Linked DNA regions of Rattus norvegicus: region 2 is linked to region 1. A link is a contact called in public Hi-C data. All regions are on one chromosome and are shown on one strand. The core of a region is the stretch at or near the end of the contact, and the rest is flanking DNA. Distances in the headings are between cores, read along the strand shown. Region 1 holds the start of Pou3f2 (POU class 3 homeobox 2). Region 2 has its middle 640 kb from the start of Mms22l.

Evidence for each region. Hi-C and Micro-C count contacts between places; a contact is called where the count stands out from the background.
Region 2: a Hi-C map of frontal cortex shows a contact between it and region 1, with 3 times the contacts expected there. The contact joins the enhancer-like site here to the promoter of Pou3f2 in region 1. A contact is called at or near these places in 1 of 12 Hi-C or Micro-C datasets (frontal cortex) and 1 of 1 datasets of contacts at active chromatin or transcription factors (oligodendrocytes).

The regions. Positions count from the first base shown.
Region 1 is chr5:40,876,745-40,884,263 of GRCr8, forward strand. It overlaps Pou3f2 (POU class 3 homeobox 2), which reads right to left and starts at 3,795. Exons shown (of 1, transcript NM_172085.3): 1 at 1-3,795. The coding sequence starts at 3,725. The coding sequence ends at 2,388. It overlaps LOC102553820 (a long non-coding RNA gene), which reads left to right and starts at 5,548. Exons shown (of 3, transcript XR_005504675.2): 1 at 5,548-6,072; 2 at 6,253-6,348.
Region 2 is chr5:42,353,590-42,361,108 of GRCr8, forward strand. No RefSeq gene overlaps it. Among named protein-coding and RNA genes, the nearest start is that of Mms22l, 640 kb to the right of the region's middle. Within about 2 kb of position 4,367, at least 19 of the 93 cell types and tissues checked have an H3K27ac peak or open chromatin away from gene starts, as enhancers often do.

The DNA of each region.
Region 1 (7,519 bases), core at 2,545-5,044:
GAAACATTTAAACTATTTCTGCATTTCAAAAGACAGATATTAAACATATATACATATGGTAAGGTTCAGTGGTAACTTTCATATTTGTAAGCCTAAGAGAGCAAGAGAAGATGTAGGCACATCCCCGGAACCCCAGCTTCCTGACCTTACCTACTTGGTAATAAGTATCTGCAAATTCATTTCCTCCTTTTACCATTGGCCATCTGCCCTCCTCTGGGTTGCTTTACTGAAGGCCAGTCCCCACACATCAGGAAGAAGCAGTGTGATATAACCTGAAATAGCTCTATGGCATCTCCTGTGACATTCATTGGGGGAAATGAAATACAGGCAAATAAATATGCCCATTATAAGTCACCATTTATCTTGTAAAAACATCGAAAATGAAACAATCACAGGAGTTTCTAAAGACAATACTTGATAAAGCATATTACCTAAAACCTTAACTACGGAGTGCAATGCTAATCCGATGCTGAGCCATCAATTTATGGTAGTGAGAATTTACTTTTTTAACATAACATTTATCTGATACCTAACAAAGAAATAAAACCCCAACTATTTAAGGTTTTTTTCCCTTTTAGCGCCCTTTTGTGCTGATAACTATTTAATTTTTTAAACTGATCACAGTTTTAATGGTGTTAATTTCAGTTTAGCCATAGCCTTTTCTGTTTTTGTTTTCTTACCTACACCTTCCAGAATATTCTATTGTGTTGGGTGTAAACCATTTCCCATTTAGACAAGGTAAAAAAAAATGCACTGAAAATTTATTAACAAAGGGGGAGAAAGAAATCATTGAAAATGCCCCCTCCCCTTCATTTGTCTGTTTTAATGAAAGTGGGGGGAATTTTGTCCAATCTGAACTGATGTTTTTCTGCAATAACTTATGGGGGAAGATGGTGTAAAGCCCAAAATATGACTTCATAAACAATTGAACTGTTGGGTACAAAAACCTGTCTATCCAATATATATATATATATATATATATGCATTATAGTATATGCATTTCTGTGTTAAGAAACACAGTGTGCATATGATATATCGAGTTCCTGGGTTATTTTCTTTATGTTAAAAAATAAAACCTAGTAGAGGAACAAAGTTTAACCACTGCTGTCATCACAACTAATCCCTTATAATTAAGTTATTAAACCCAAAGGCAGAGAACCCAGTGTGTTTCCAAGTTCTCAGAGTCCTTAATTTCTGTCTGTTGGACAATATATTTAACCTCACAGGTTTTTTTCTGTTTGTTTTTTTAGTTCTTTCACAATAGCCCTGCCTGAAAAAAATGAAGTGACTGATCACTCACTATTGATTTTCCTTTTTCTCTCCTACCCAGAAATACTGCCTGAAGATGAAGTTTACTGTGTGGTTTACAAAAACAAAAACAAAAACAAAAACAAAAAAAAACAAAAAAAACCAACCAAACAAAAAACAGTGCTCAACACTTATATTTGTATTTCCAACGATATTCCTGCCTTGCATAAAGCGGGCAAACCATACACATTTCCTGAATGCAAACATTTATTTATTTTGTGTGAAGCCAATCATTTCGCTTTGGTGAAAAGAGCCAATAAGTGTTACACCAGGTCTGGGGCGTTGAAGAAAACAAAGTTTACAAGCAATAAGAACAAGGGGCATCAGAACGCTGGAATGGAGGGTGGCCAGGAGCTGGCTTCTGTCCTCTCCACTGGATAAGGCAGAACAGAACAGAACCCAAAGGACAGCTTCAAATTTAACAGTGGGTATTAAGAGAAAAAAAAAAAAAGGGTTGAACTTGTCAATGTAAACTTCAATTTTCTTGCAGTGCAAATTCGTGTGCTTAAATTTTGCCAATAGTTTTAAAAAGTGTATTTTTCCCTCTTTCCTGATGGGGACCATATTAAATAAACACAGCAGCACGTGTCAACTTTGAGCATGGGAAGCTGCAGTTTTGTGTTGTGTACGGTTTGGTGGATTTTTTTTCTTTTTGGTAATTTATTTAGTTTTACCAGGACTCCTCCCTCCCTCTCTCTCTCTCTCTCTCTCTCTCTCTCTCTCTCTCTCTCTCTCTCTCTTTCACACACAGACACACACACACACACACACACACACACACACACACACACACACACTTCACTCTTACTAGGAGACATTCTACTTCATTGCCTGGGTACTCGCTTGCAAAGGTCAAAACCCATGAATACACCTGCTACCTGCTATAGGTTAGTCCAGTGTTTTACTTTTACTTTCCTTTCTCCTTAATTTCTCTATTTTTTTCTCTTTTTAAGGGACCGGGAAAATAATAATTAAAAAAAAAAAAACAATCAGAAGTTACAGGGGGAACAGAGGTCCCAGTTAAGACTGTGGACCAAAGGGGAGGGGAGCCCCAAGCTCTGCCCCTCCCCTGCTTGAGTTCACTGGACGGGCGTCTGCACCCCGTGGTGTGGTGGCGTGTCCCTACTCCCCCCATACACATCCTCGGCGCCCGGCAGAGTCCCTCCGGGAGGGGTCATCCTTTTCTCTTTCTGTCTCCTGTTACAAAACCAAACTCTCACCACCTCCTTCTCCAGCTGTAAGCTGTCCGCGAGGGAGGTGATCTCCTGGGCCGAGGGCTTAGGGCATTTGAGGAAATGGCTCTCCAGAGCCCCCTTGACGCTCACCTCGATGGAGGTCCGCTTTTTCCGTTTGCGCCCTTGCGCAGCGATCTTGTCTATGCTGGTGGGGCTGCCCGAGGATGAGTCTGCCTCTTCCAACCACTTGTTCAACAAAGGCTTCAGCTTGCACATGTTCTTGAAGCTCAGCTGCAGGGCCTCAAACCTGCAGATGGTGGTCTGCGAGAAGACGTTGCCGTACAGGGTGCCAAGCGCCAGCCCCACGTCTGCTTGAGTAAATCCTAGTTTGATCCGCCTCTGCTTGAATTGCTTGGCGAACTGCTCCAGGTCGTCTGAGGTCGGCGTGTCCTCGTCCGAGTGCGGGTCGTGGTGCGCGCCTGGGTGGCCCGGTGGGCCTTGTGGGGGAGGTGGCGGGGGCGGTTGCTGGTGCGGGTGAGAGTGCGGATGCGGGTGGTGGTCTGCATGATGGGGCTCATCGTGGGCGTCCCTCAGGCCGTGGTGGTGCAGCCCAGCCGGCTGCCCTCCTGCGCCCAGCATGCCGTTCACCGTGAAGCTGGGCTGCGAATAGAGCAAACCACCGTTGGAAGCTCCCATGGAGGGAGGAAGGTGAGCTGCAGCCGCCGCACTCCGCCATGCCCCGGGCCCGGGATGGTGGTTGGCAGCGTGGTGCACCAGATGTGGCGGTCGCTGTTGTTGCTGCTGCTGCTGTTGCTGTTGTTGCTGCTGTTGCTGTTGCTGCTGCTGCTGTTGCTGTTGGTGCTGCTGCTGCAGCGCTCCTGGCCCGTGCAGCTCGTCGCCTCGGCCACCCTGCTGTACCACCACCGAGGGCTTGATGTCCGGCTGGCCTAGGGGGCTGGTGGACCACGGGGAGCCGTCGCCGCCTCCCCCGCCGCCTCCCCCGCCTCCTCCACCACCGCCGCCGCCCCCGCCGCTGCCGCCGTGGGACAGCGCGGTGATCCACTGGTGAGCGTGGCTGAGCGGGTGCCCGTTGCTCTGCAGCGCACCGTAGTCGCCCTGCACCAGGCTCTGTGCCTCGCGGTAGCCCCCCGCGCCCTGCTGCATGCCGCCAGGCGGCTCGGCGTGCACGATGGAGGCGCTGGAGGTGAGCAGGCTGTAGTGGTTAGACGCTGCGGTCGCCATGACTCTCGGAGCCGGACTGGGCGCTCTGGTTAAAGGAGCCGCGCATTTGACAGTTACTTTTCTGCCTTGGGCTCTCGCTCTCTCTCTCTCCTCGCTCGCCCGCTTCTCCCACTCTCTCTCTCCCCTAGCGGGCAGCTCAGACGCCCGCTCCGACGCCTTCTGTTGCTGCTCCTGCTATTACTGCTGCTGCCGCGCTGCCTCCCGCCCGCCCTCGCTCTTTCTCCTCCTCTCCCTCCTCTCGCTCCAGCTCACTCTCTGACTCGCTGGGCGCTCCCCCCTCTCCCCGCGCTCTCAAGCTCTCTCCCGCTCTCTTGGCAGAGCCCGCTCGCAGCGGCACGCGCCTGGGCCCCGCCCCCTCCACCCCCTCCCATTGGCTCTGCGCCCTTTGATTTACGTGGATACCGCTAGCAACCTCCCAGACCGGAGCCACCGATTGGTGCAGAGCAGCACCCCCCTTCTCTTTCCCCGGGCGCCCAGTCTTCTCAGTCCTTCCTTTGGTACCCCCACCCCCAGCTCAGCGATTCAGATTCTCTTAGTTCTCACCCCCCTCTCCTCTTCTGTCCCCGGCCTCCACCGCCCCACTAGGATGGGCCCCGCCCCCCATCTGTCTCCTAGGCTGAGAAGCCCGGCAGCCGGGCGGTCCAGGCGCTCTGGTGGACCACAGCGGCTTGGAAGACTTGTATGGGAGGGAGTCTACTTTCTTTTCCCAATAGGTCTTGGTGGTGGTGGTGGTGGGGTGTACGGTGGAAGAGAAAGACTGGGTAGCACCGAGTCAGCAGGAGCACGATTTCCATTCTCCTAGGAACACACACACACACACACACACACACACACACACACACACACACACACACACACACGCTCCTCGCGCGCGCGCGGACCAACGTCATTTAAACCTAGAACCAGAGCCAAAGCTAGACTAATATCTCCCATGGACGCCTTCTTTTGCACTATAGTTAGAATTACAGCGCACAGGTGTCCGGTGCGGATACTTTTGTTGTCAAATAAAGACCCTTGCCTTCCCCCCTTCACCCAGTAACAAAGATCCCTTAAGCTCCAGATCCAATTTTATCCCAATCTTTCTCAAAAGACTCCGGGAGAGGCAGACTCAACCTACGCCCTGGCTTTTGAGCAACTCCAGTAGCAGAGTTTCCTTATCTAACAGCTCAGCGCTCTGAACTGCAAACAAAACTCTGGAAGCGTGTGTCACACTGACACTCGGGTGCGCACAAAGCTTTTGGATCAGAAAACCTGGAGCTTTCGTACGCAGACCTTCGCCTTGTGCGAGGCTGCAGGAAGGGTGAGCAAGGGAGCGGCCTCGGAGCGGTTCAGCCGCCGAGCGCCGCTCTGGAAAGCTGCGCAGCTGGAGCTGCGGGTTTTCATCCTGCCCCAGGCCTGTCTGTGCAACTTTCGCGCTAATCTGGGCAAAAAGAAGGAAGATCGGCGAGCGGGCTGGTGCTAGGGAGTACTTTCTAAGTCGTAACTAGAGCAGGAGCGCGCGCGCGCGCGTGTGTGTGTGTGTGTGGGGGGGGGGTCAGTAGCGGGAGTTGGTGCTTAGCCTTCCTCTCTGCTTTTATCCGTAAACTTCAGCAAGACCCAGGGCCAATGCACCCGCGGCGGGGATCTGCCAGGAGACAGAACATCGTGCCTCCAAGTCCCAAGGAGTTGGATGAATTGCCAGCATTCGCGCCGCGCCTGCGAGCTGGTTAGCAGAGATCTAAGCTCAAACTCCGGTCTGGGAGGAGAGACCAGCGAGCACTGCCTGGAGTGGGTCGCACGCCGGCACAGCACAGCGAATCAAAAGTTAATGCGGGTAAAGGAGAGACCCCGGGATCACAAATGGCCTCCTCACTTCTTGCCCTGACCCAGGGCCTGGTAGAACTCTGGTTGGCTCTTTTGGCCAAATTAACGCTCAGAGGGAGCATTTTAAGGCCTCGGAGCATCTTAATCTATATAGCAGAATGGAGCGGGCCGGAAAAAATTCATCACGACTAACGAGGAGCGCTGCTCTTCCGGGAGTGGCTGAACTGTTTATAAATCACTGCGGCTGAGCACCCGCCCGGGCAAGGAGCCTTGGCTGCGAATCTCCACGTGTTCTGTGTTTATGAACATGTGTGGAGGGGACAGAAACGGCCAGGGGAGGGGCGAGACTGCCCGGAGCCAGCAGAACCGAGCTCCACCTGCACGCGCACAGCGGCTCGGCTATGATCCGCAGGGCTGAGAGTCCCATTGCGAACGCACAGCCATTTAGGAGGCGCATTTAGGGGCTGTTAGAAATTTAGTAACTTTGCCCGGCTAGGAAACATTGAAAAGTTCCACCCTCTTCAGTGCGCAGACTCAGCGTCTGGTGAGGGTGATTTTTAGTTTGCGCCCTCGGCTGGGGGCGGCGGGAGAGGCAACTTCCTCTGGTCTACTGGGGTGCGTCCTCCGCGCCCAATAGGATATTGCCGGGTTGAGAAATGTACAGGCCTCTTCCCTGGAGTCCTCCTTCCTAGTCCTCCTTGCTTTTGCTTTCTTGCTTCCCCAGGAGTTCAAACCTCCAAGCCGCGGAAGAACTCAGCTGCTTTGAAAGGACTTAAGGCAGTGTGTGGAGGACGTCTCCCTTCTCCGTCGGTAAAGAGAGGTGACCTCCTGTTCCTATTTAATTTCAATTTTGGGGTGGGGTTGGGGGGTTGTTGCTCTTAGAAGATTCTTCGCAGGCTGTAGATGATACTCTCAAGGGAATAATAATTACATTTCCAGATTTATTTCCAATGGATTTGTGGCTACCCAGGTTAAGAACTCCTCCCCCAGGGGTACCCTGGGCATAGGAAGTTAAATGCATGTGCCTGATGGCGGTGAGGAGGAGGCAGCGCGTGAACATCAAAACTTATTGTGATGGGACTCTACTGTCCGTTAATGCCAGCAGACCCTCCCTATTTTGACCTCCCAGAACTGCACTCCACCCCCCAGCCCCGCCTCATTCGCCGGCGTGCGAACGGACTAGCTCTGACTAGCTCTCTAACTGGTCTAACTGGGGGTGGGGGTTGTACCCCGGTTAGAAAGCTCATTGAATCCCCAGAGTTTACTAAATGACGTCCCGCCAAGGGGGCCTCAGCCTCTCCCTCTCTCTCTCTCTCTCTCTCTCTCACCGAGTCAGCTGGAGCACGATTTCCATTCTCCTAGGAACACACACACACACACACACACACACACACACACACACACACACACACACACACACACACACACACTTCGCCTACAGTGCAGGGCCAGTGAAAGGGAGGGCTGGGCGGAGAGCAGAGCTCCACTTGGAGCACCGCCCCTCTCCACCCCTCAAAGAGCCAAGACTGCCTCCTCCTGTCTCTGGGGGCCTGGTTCGCTCGAACGCCGGGTTCTGAGTGTCTAGTAGTCCTCCCCATTCCCCAATGTCCCGCGCGCCGCCTCGGCTTGTAGCCGCTCCGGATTCCAGAAACCTTGGCTCTTCAAGATTTTAGCTCTAGATTAGTGGTGAGGGTGGTGGTGGTGGGGGCGTTTCTCTATGGTCTCACGGTCACTGACACCGTTCTTCTTACTGACCAAGTAAGGGAAGAGACCGCCTGTTTGCCTGCCAGTCTCCGCCTGAAACACAGTGCGTTGAAGGTGTCTTGGGTAGACTCCTTTGGCTTTTGATTCAGCTTGTTCTTTTTCACTGTTCAAAGCAGCTGTTCAAATACTGAGCCTGCTTACGATGACGTGGAGAGGATTTCAAACAACCTTAACATGCTTTGAACTGACAAGGTGCCTTGATATCTACCTCACTCCAGCACAGCTCC
Region 2 (7,519 bases), core at 3,117-5,616, 1.5 Mb after region 1:
ATAAACTGTGAAATACCCAAGCCCAATTGCTGTATTTACAACGTAATGATTAAGCCTAAGGCTAGGAAGCATCCTGGAAGAAGGAGTAGAAGGCTTTAAAGGAGAGCTAGGGGCTCGAGACCCCTTATGAACAACAATGCCAAGCAACCAGAGCTTCTAGGGACTAAGCCACTACCTAAAGACTATACATGGACTGACCCTGGGCTCTGACCTCATAGGTAGTAATGAATATCCTAGTAAGAGCACCAGTGGAAGGGGAAGCCCTGGGTCCTGCTAAGACTGAACCCCCAGTGAACTAGATTGTTGGGGGGAGGGCGGCAATGGGGGGAGGATGGGGAGGGGAACACCGATAAGAAAGGGGAGGGGGGAGGGGGATGCTTGCCCGGAAACCGGGAAAGGGAATAACACTCGAAATGTATATAAGAAATACTCAAGTTAATAAAAAAAATAAACAAATAAAAAGAAGGCTTTAAAAACAGAAAGAAAAGCAAGCCTACTGTGACATAATGTCTTCTATATATTACAGTGAAGCTGTGCCAATGGAATCTCAAACGTATGGTCATGTCACTAGCCCCATATAATGACAACACTGGTTGAATTATGAATCTAGAGAAAATCTCACAGGGCCCCACCCCTTGATGAAGAACTACAGGCAATTAATAACTGACATGGAGAAATCAGTATCCTCTAGGGTGAGTCCTCTGATATGTGAGCCAATCTCAAATGGTAAACCTTATTTACATACAAGCAAAACTAGACTTAGGCTGTATCTATAGTACATATTATTTAAGTGTAGCAATAATTATTAAAGAAGAGGAGGTAATGAATTTAAACAAAAGGCACAGGAAGGGTTCGGGGAATTGCAGGGGCAAAAGGATGAAAATACAGAAGGGACGAAGGAAATTATGAAAACACTGATAGAAAGCAGGCTGCTTTCATTATATTTTCCTTGAAAAGTGTGAAAGAAAAAAAAAAACTAAGTAGTAGTGACAAATGTCCAAAAAAGTCCGAGTGACCTGGGTTAGCCACAGACCTGGGGACTTGAAAGTATGTTTGTTACAGGCTAAAAGCTTGGCAACACCCAGGCCACTTCCCAAGCCAAGGAAGCTGCATGTGTGAAACCATCCACCTGCAGAAAGGCAGGTGGAAAATTATTCAGGGGGAGAAATCCAATTGGTGACCTTTAAAATAATGATTCATTACCTTAAAACACTTCTATTATGTCAGCATGAGTACATCCATTGAAATTAATATATTTAAATCAAAAACAGTAGGTCTTATTTAACCTATCATTAACCAAAAAGTATGTTTAAAAATAATTTATTAGAGTTTTTTTTAACCTTTCTTCTTCTCCCTCCCACTTTTCTTTTTTCTGCTTTTCTTTTTGTCTTCTACCTTCCCTCGGTCCTAAGCCTTTTTCTTTTTTACTTGGACATTCTCCATCAGTTCTAACAATGAAGTAATATTTGAAAATTAAAACTTCCAATCAGGGAAAATGGCAAGTTGATGAGCATTCAACTTGTAACCTGACATGAATATAAGCTGTTTTATGAGATACAGTAGGTATTGAAATGAGAGTGTGTGTATGTGTGTGTGTGTGTGTGTGTGTGTGTGTTCACACATATACATATATAGTATCTTCCAAAGATACTATTAATTTTATTAAGTTGTAGACCCTTAATAAAATTTAATTCCTTTCAATCTTTTTCAAACTCAGTTCTGTTCCACCCAATAACCTAAGGCCAGCATCATTAGTTACATTATGTGCTTAGTCCAAGGTGCTCAGACTTAGTCTTAATATTTGACTAGATCTGCTCCAGAAAGAAAAGATGACTGGGGAATTCAGTAACATAAATACTAATAAGTAGGATGTGTTGTGTGAATCACCAGTAACCAGAGCCTCAAATGTTAACTTAGTTCTGAATGCAGAACGAACCTGTGAGGTAGGTAGTTATCTAGTATTAAAAAAAATGTATGACTGGGATAAACCTATATTTATGAGGACATGTTTGTGATTTTTCAAAGCAAATTTTTGTGAGCAGTTTTCATTATATCTTGAGCTATATAACTTTTTACAGCATACACATTTATAAGTAAAAGCAAGAGAGTCTCTAAATCACTGACTTAGGCTGAAATGATGCCTCTAGGGCTTGGGATTATAAAAAAATAAAAGGATACCTAGCAGGGATCATAAGGCAATATCCTACAGGAAGCAAATTGATACCTGGGATTACAGTAGCAATTCCTTTCTGGCATTCACAAAGAAACATATTTTAGATAAACAAATAGGCAGAACATTTTGGATCTCTGTAAACAGATCTGAAAAGTCAGGCAAGACTCTTTCCCTGTGTGGATGCAAATGACATCATTCATAACCTTTTAAGCAATTGGAGCATTTTGAAGAGCTATAATTTGCAGGTGCAATACTAAAACTGAACTCCACTCTATTTCACATTACAGTTCTATTGACAGAACATAAGAAATGCGATTTATGCACACATTTTCATGACTTTTTAATATTAGAATTTGATCTGTAAGACTTTGATATTAGTGGGTGCATATATAAATATACATATATTGATTTAAAGATTATAATAAGTACTGACCCGTCCCTATACCTATCTTTTATTGTTGATGCAATGATTGTTGTACTTCTAATACATAGGAAAACATAAGATGTGTCACACAGAAGAGATTCTAAACCACAGTCATTTTCTATTTTTCTGTCAAGCATTTAACAAGCCTCAGCATACAAAGTAGTAATGGAGGTCTTTAGAGGAGCAAAAGCACAACGCGGAGATCCTTAAGGCATTTAAAAACATCAGGAGAGAGTTATGCTACATAAATGCTGATGTTGCAGGAGAATGCTTAACGTGCACCACAGAAAGCAAATGCATGGCCACAGGACAGCAAAAAAGGGCTGATAGAAACCCAGGACAGCAGAGAGGGGGATGGAGGTTCATAGAAAAGTATCTCTTAAACTACACCCTGAAGTACAGACCAAATTTTGTCAGGAAAAATGAGGCTGAGCTATGTTGCTCGTGTTTTAGGTGAACTTGCATTTGTTCCTGTGACGTAACTTGGAGAAATAAAATTAAATTCTAAAAAAATGAATGGAATCAACTAAGTATAAAGTGTATAACTAGTATTAACAAAATATTAATTAAAAAACACCCTGCTAAGGGTGTGTACTCTCTAAGCCCTCTGACTAGAGGGAGAAGGATAGAATAGCTTTACTGACATCTTCTGGGAAAATTCTATGGTGGAGCCAAAGCACACTGGAGGTTCAAATGGAATCAAATATGCTCTGTGACTTTTCACTGGATCATTATTTTAAAAGATATGAAAATAAAAAGCATAAATAACAAATTGTACATGTTTGCTTTGTTTTCGCTTTCTCGGTGTTTTCCATACTTACTTAGCAACAAAAATAGCCCCTATTTTTATTTTATTTGAATACACATACATCAAGTTGCTTTCTAGGATATAAATTGGTTGTGCAGGTTTGATAAAGCACATAAATTACTCTCTTTTATTCAGGCCATTCCCTTTTATTATTCATAGTTATTCTCACTGAAGAGAACAAATAAATTACAAGACAACACTACAAACCTCTGTTGGAAATATCATGTGTTCATATACGCTAATCCCTTTCGTGGGGTGAAGGTATAGCCCGCAGCATCTCGTACCCTGAGCCTCTTCTGTGTACTTCAGGTCACTTGTGAGCATGTGTATAAACAAATGCTACCAGTAAGGAAAGCAGCCACTTGAAGAACCTTCAGAAAAACACAAGAGTATTGTTCGATACGTGGACACCTATGAAAAAGAATTTTTACCTGCGTAGAAATTGTTGTAAAGTGATTGTTAAAACTGCTTTCCACCAAGTGGTAACCATGCTAATAATTTCTGGGTTTGAAGGCATTACTTGGGTCAGTGCTGATAAATTTTATGCGTCTCAAAGATAAAAATCAAATACAAATGAGTGAAAGACAGTTTTTTTTTTGCATAAGCGCTGTAAAAATATTCAGAACAAACAGGAAAAAAATGCATTTGTATATTCGGTTTGACTAGAATTAGTGAATCAGGACCATGCAAACTTAGGTGTGAAGGAAACGCATTTAGAAGAAAAAGAAGCAAGATGAGAGGGGAGGCAGAAGGAGGGAGGAAGGGAAGCTGGGGGAGAACCAAGCAAATAGCCTTTTTTTACATTGAGATGGTTTTGAGAATAATAATGTGCTAGTTTCTGTCCTTTTTTTTTAATCCAAGTAGCTATTGAAGATTGTAATGATTTCAGTCTAAAAAGCAGTGCTGGAAAAGCCTCTTCTGAGATTGCCAACTCCCACTGTGCAGAAACACTGTGTCCCTTCGTGCTGGTGTAATGGAGACAAACAAAAGAAGCACTTCAAGAAAAGGGGAGGGAAGAGAGGGAGGGTGAAAAAGCAGTCGGGTGGCACTTCCCGGAGAAAAAGCAAGAGTTTTTGCAGGGACCAAAAGCAAAAGCAAGCATCATCGCTATTTCTAAGTTTGAGACAAGGATAAGGTTTAACTATATAAGTAAAATAGAACAATGCATTTGTTAATAAAAATAAAAATTATTTATCATCATCAATTATGATCTAGCCCCCCCTTGCAATGGAACCAATTCCCTGCTACCAAATAGCCCAATTGATTTCATACTTTGTTATGTATGTGAACTCCTAGCAAAGATTATAGATTAGAGAAACATGCTACACTCTTGTCTTTCCTATTAACTTCCCTTTATTTTGCAAAATAAATGCTTTAACAATTAAATAAGTAACGAAGCATTCTAATTAAGATGATACTCTCTAGTCCCTCTAGTTCCCATAAAAGTTTAAATAATTCTTAGTATTTCCATAGTCTATTATAAAGTCAATAATAATTACTGTTTACTTGTGTACAAATGTTTATAATATAAAAACATTACAAGATGGTGAAAGTTAGTATTTTTTGTACTCCCCAGGAAAAAATCAAAGAGCAAAAAGAAGGAAAGTACATTGAAGTTTGTTTGAAATTTCTAATAATTTAATATCATTGTGTCCAGTTTTACCCCTATAAAAGGGGAAGGACTATATCTGACGATTTCTTTATATCTAAGTCTGAAATGAAGGAGTCATTGATACAAACTTCTGTGTTATGAATGAGCTTATAATTTAACTGTTACTTATCCTAACATAAGCTTTATTTGCAGTTTCCTTCAAGTGTGCTATGCCTCAAATCCTAAAATATAAAAGAGATCCCTGTTTCTTATAAGCAGCAACTCACATGCTGGTAAAAGATATCACACTGGATTTGGAGGATTGGAGAAACTCACAGCTCTCCAGAAAGGAAGACAGAAAATCCCATGGAAAAACTAGGAAGAAAGATATTTCAGGCATCAAATGGGGAACAGTAGCCTAACACCCAACACTGCCTGTGCTAACAAACCCAGAACAATGACCTAGTCTTTCTAAAGATCTTTGCTTTGCTTTTGTTCTTAATGAGAGATTATTTCTATGATGCTGGCCTGTTTTCCCAATTCAGAAAGCCTAACTATTCGTCCATGTATAGAAGTTTCAATGATCGTCCTACATAACTATTTTCCCGATGAACCCAATATTTAATTCATCTAAATTCTATTGCATGATTCGCTGATATAACACTTGTTTAAAATTTGATGCCTGATTATCTATTAAATATAGCTGATGAGCTGAACGGGGGCAAACAAAGAACCTAGGGGTGCTTTTATCCCAGGCAGCCCCTGTTTATGATGCTTGGATAGAGAAATCCCCTTTGGTTTATATGTTTTAAGGACATGTTAACAACAAGTAGATCCATTACTATGTATAACGCCACTCAAACATTTTACCCTTGTCTTTTGTTTAAATTGGGTTTGATTAGCACCAGGGTATTATACCCGGCAGTGTGGTGATTTGGGCTACACAACAATAGTTATCATAATACAATGACTAATGCTAAAAGGGTATCAACTATGCTGCATATATACTGTTAGGAGAACTTTATGTGCACTGGCGCATTTAATTTTCATAACAACTTAAAATGTATTTTATTACTTCAATTTTATAGGTGAAAGTTTAGATAACTTACCTAAGAGAAGATTCATCTTAAGTAGAATAAAGTTCACGGATCTAAATGCCTGACATGAATATTACATTTCTAATATTAGTAACTAAATACCTTCATTGCCTAAAAGTTTATTTGTATATACTCAAATTTCCACTGAACTTTATATATTTTCAGTCAATATTACACACACGTGCATGTGTGTGTGTGTGTATGTTACATGGTATATCTAGATATAATTCTCTCTTACATTATAATATACCTTTTAGAGGACAGATCCTAATTATGACACATCTTTTTATCATATAAAGCACAAAATTTCAAAAGTTTAGAATGGAAACAAAGGGTAAGTTCAAGAGAGTGGTAGTACACCAACTTACCCTCCACAGAACAACAGATATCAGCAGCTTACTTTTCTATATATTTTGAAAATATTGTGTTATAAGCAATTCTAATTTGATTTATTCTCAATGACTTCTTGTTCTTAAAAAAATAAAGACAAACGAGTGTTTGCCAATGACTAGATTATGAAAGTGAGTATTATTTTAATTTTTTCTTACAAAATAGCTAGACATTTTTTGTGATACACAAGATGTTTAGGGGAATGCCCTTACAATCATCATGAAGGGTAAGAAAACACTCAGGGAAGGTTGCTATTCAGGTTCAGCTCTCTCATGGGTAACTGGCTAAGAAGCAGTCTGAACAAGTCACCCACATAACATCAGGGAAATCTAGATCAGAAGGTTCTATGGTAAGTATCCACCTCAGCTGCAATTTCCCCATAGCCTTTCAAGGATGGAAGTCTTGTATGTTTATATTCAGATAAGAAATAGGTGATATACAAGTAAATCATTCTGGGCCTGCAATATGCAAATTGAATAAATACGATGTCCCAACATAAATTCAAAGTGAGTGAGTGGCAGAAACTAATAATCCGTAATAAAAATTTAGAAAAATAACCACTGAGGAAATGTTCAAGCCACAAGGAACAAAGCTCACAACTCGAGATAGCTCAGAAACCAAGAGAGTGCAATCAGAGCCTTCAAAGAAGAAACGTTTTGTGTCTGGGTCTTTCAGAATTTGTCAACAAGCCAACCAAGAGAACAGAGAGAAAAATATGCAGACATGAAAAACAGTTCTTGCCAGAAGAGAACTAAAACAATCCAAGCAATTTCAGTTGTGTAGAAAGCAGCTCCTAGAAACTACTTACAAACTCCAGCAGAGCAGAAGGTCCTATCCATTTCCAGCAAGTTTATAAATCCCACATGGGACCCTCTTCATTCATCCACTGAGATTATGAATTTGGGGCAGCCATGGTAAAATTCATCCAGCAAAGTTTTTAACCCCTCAGCCCTCCTTCATTTACTTACAGTATCTTTATCCCATTTTGCTGCCCCGCTGCTTGGAGTTCTGTTATACAGGGTGTTTGTGGCTTTAA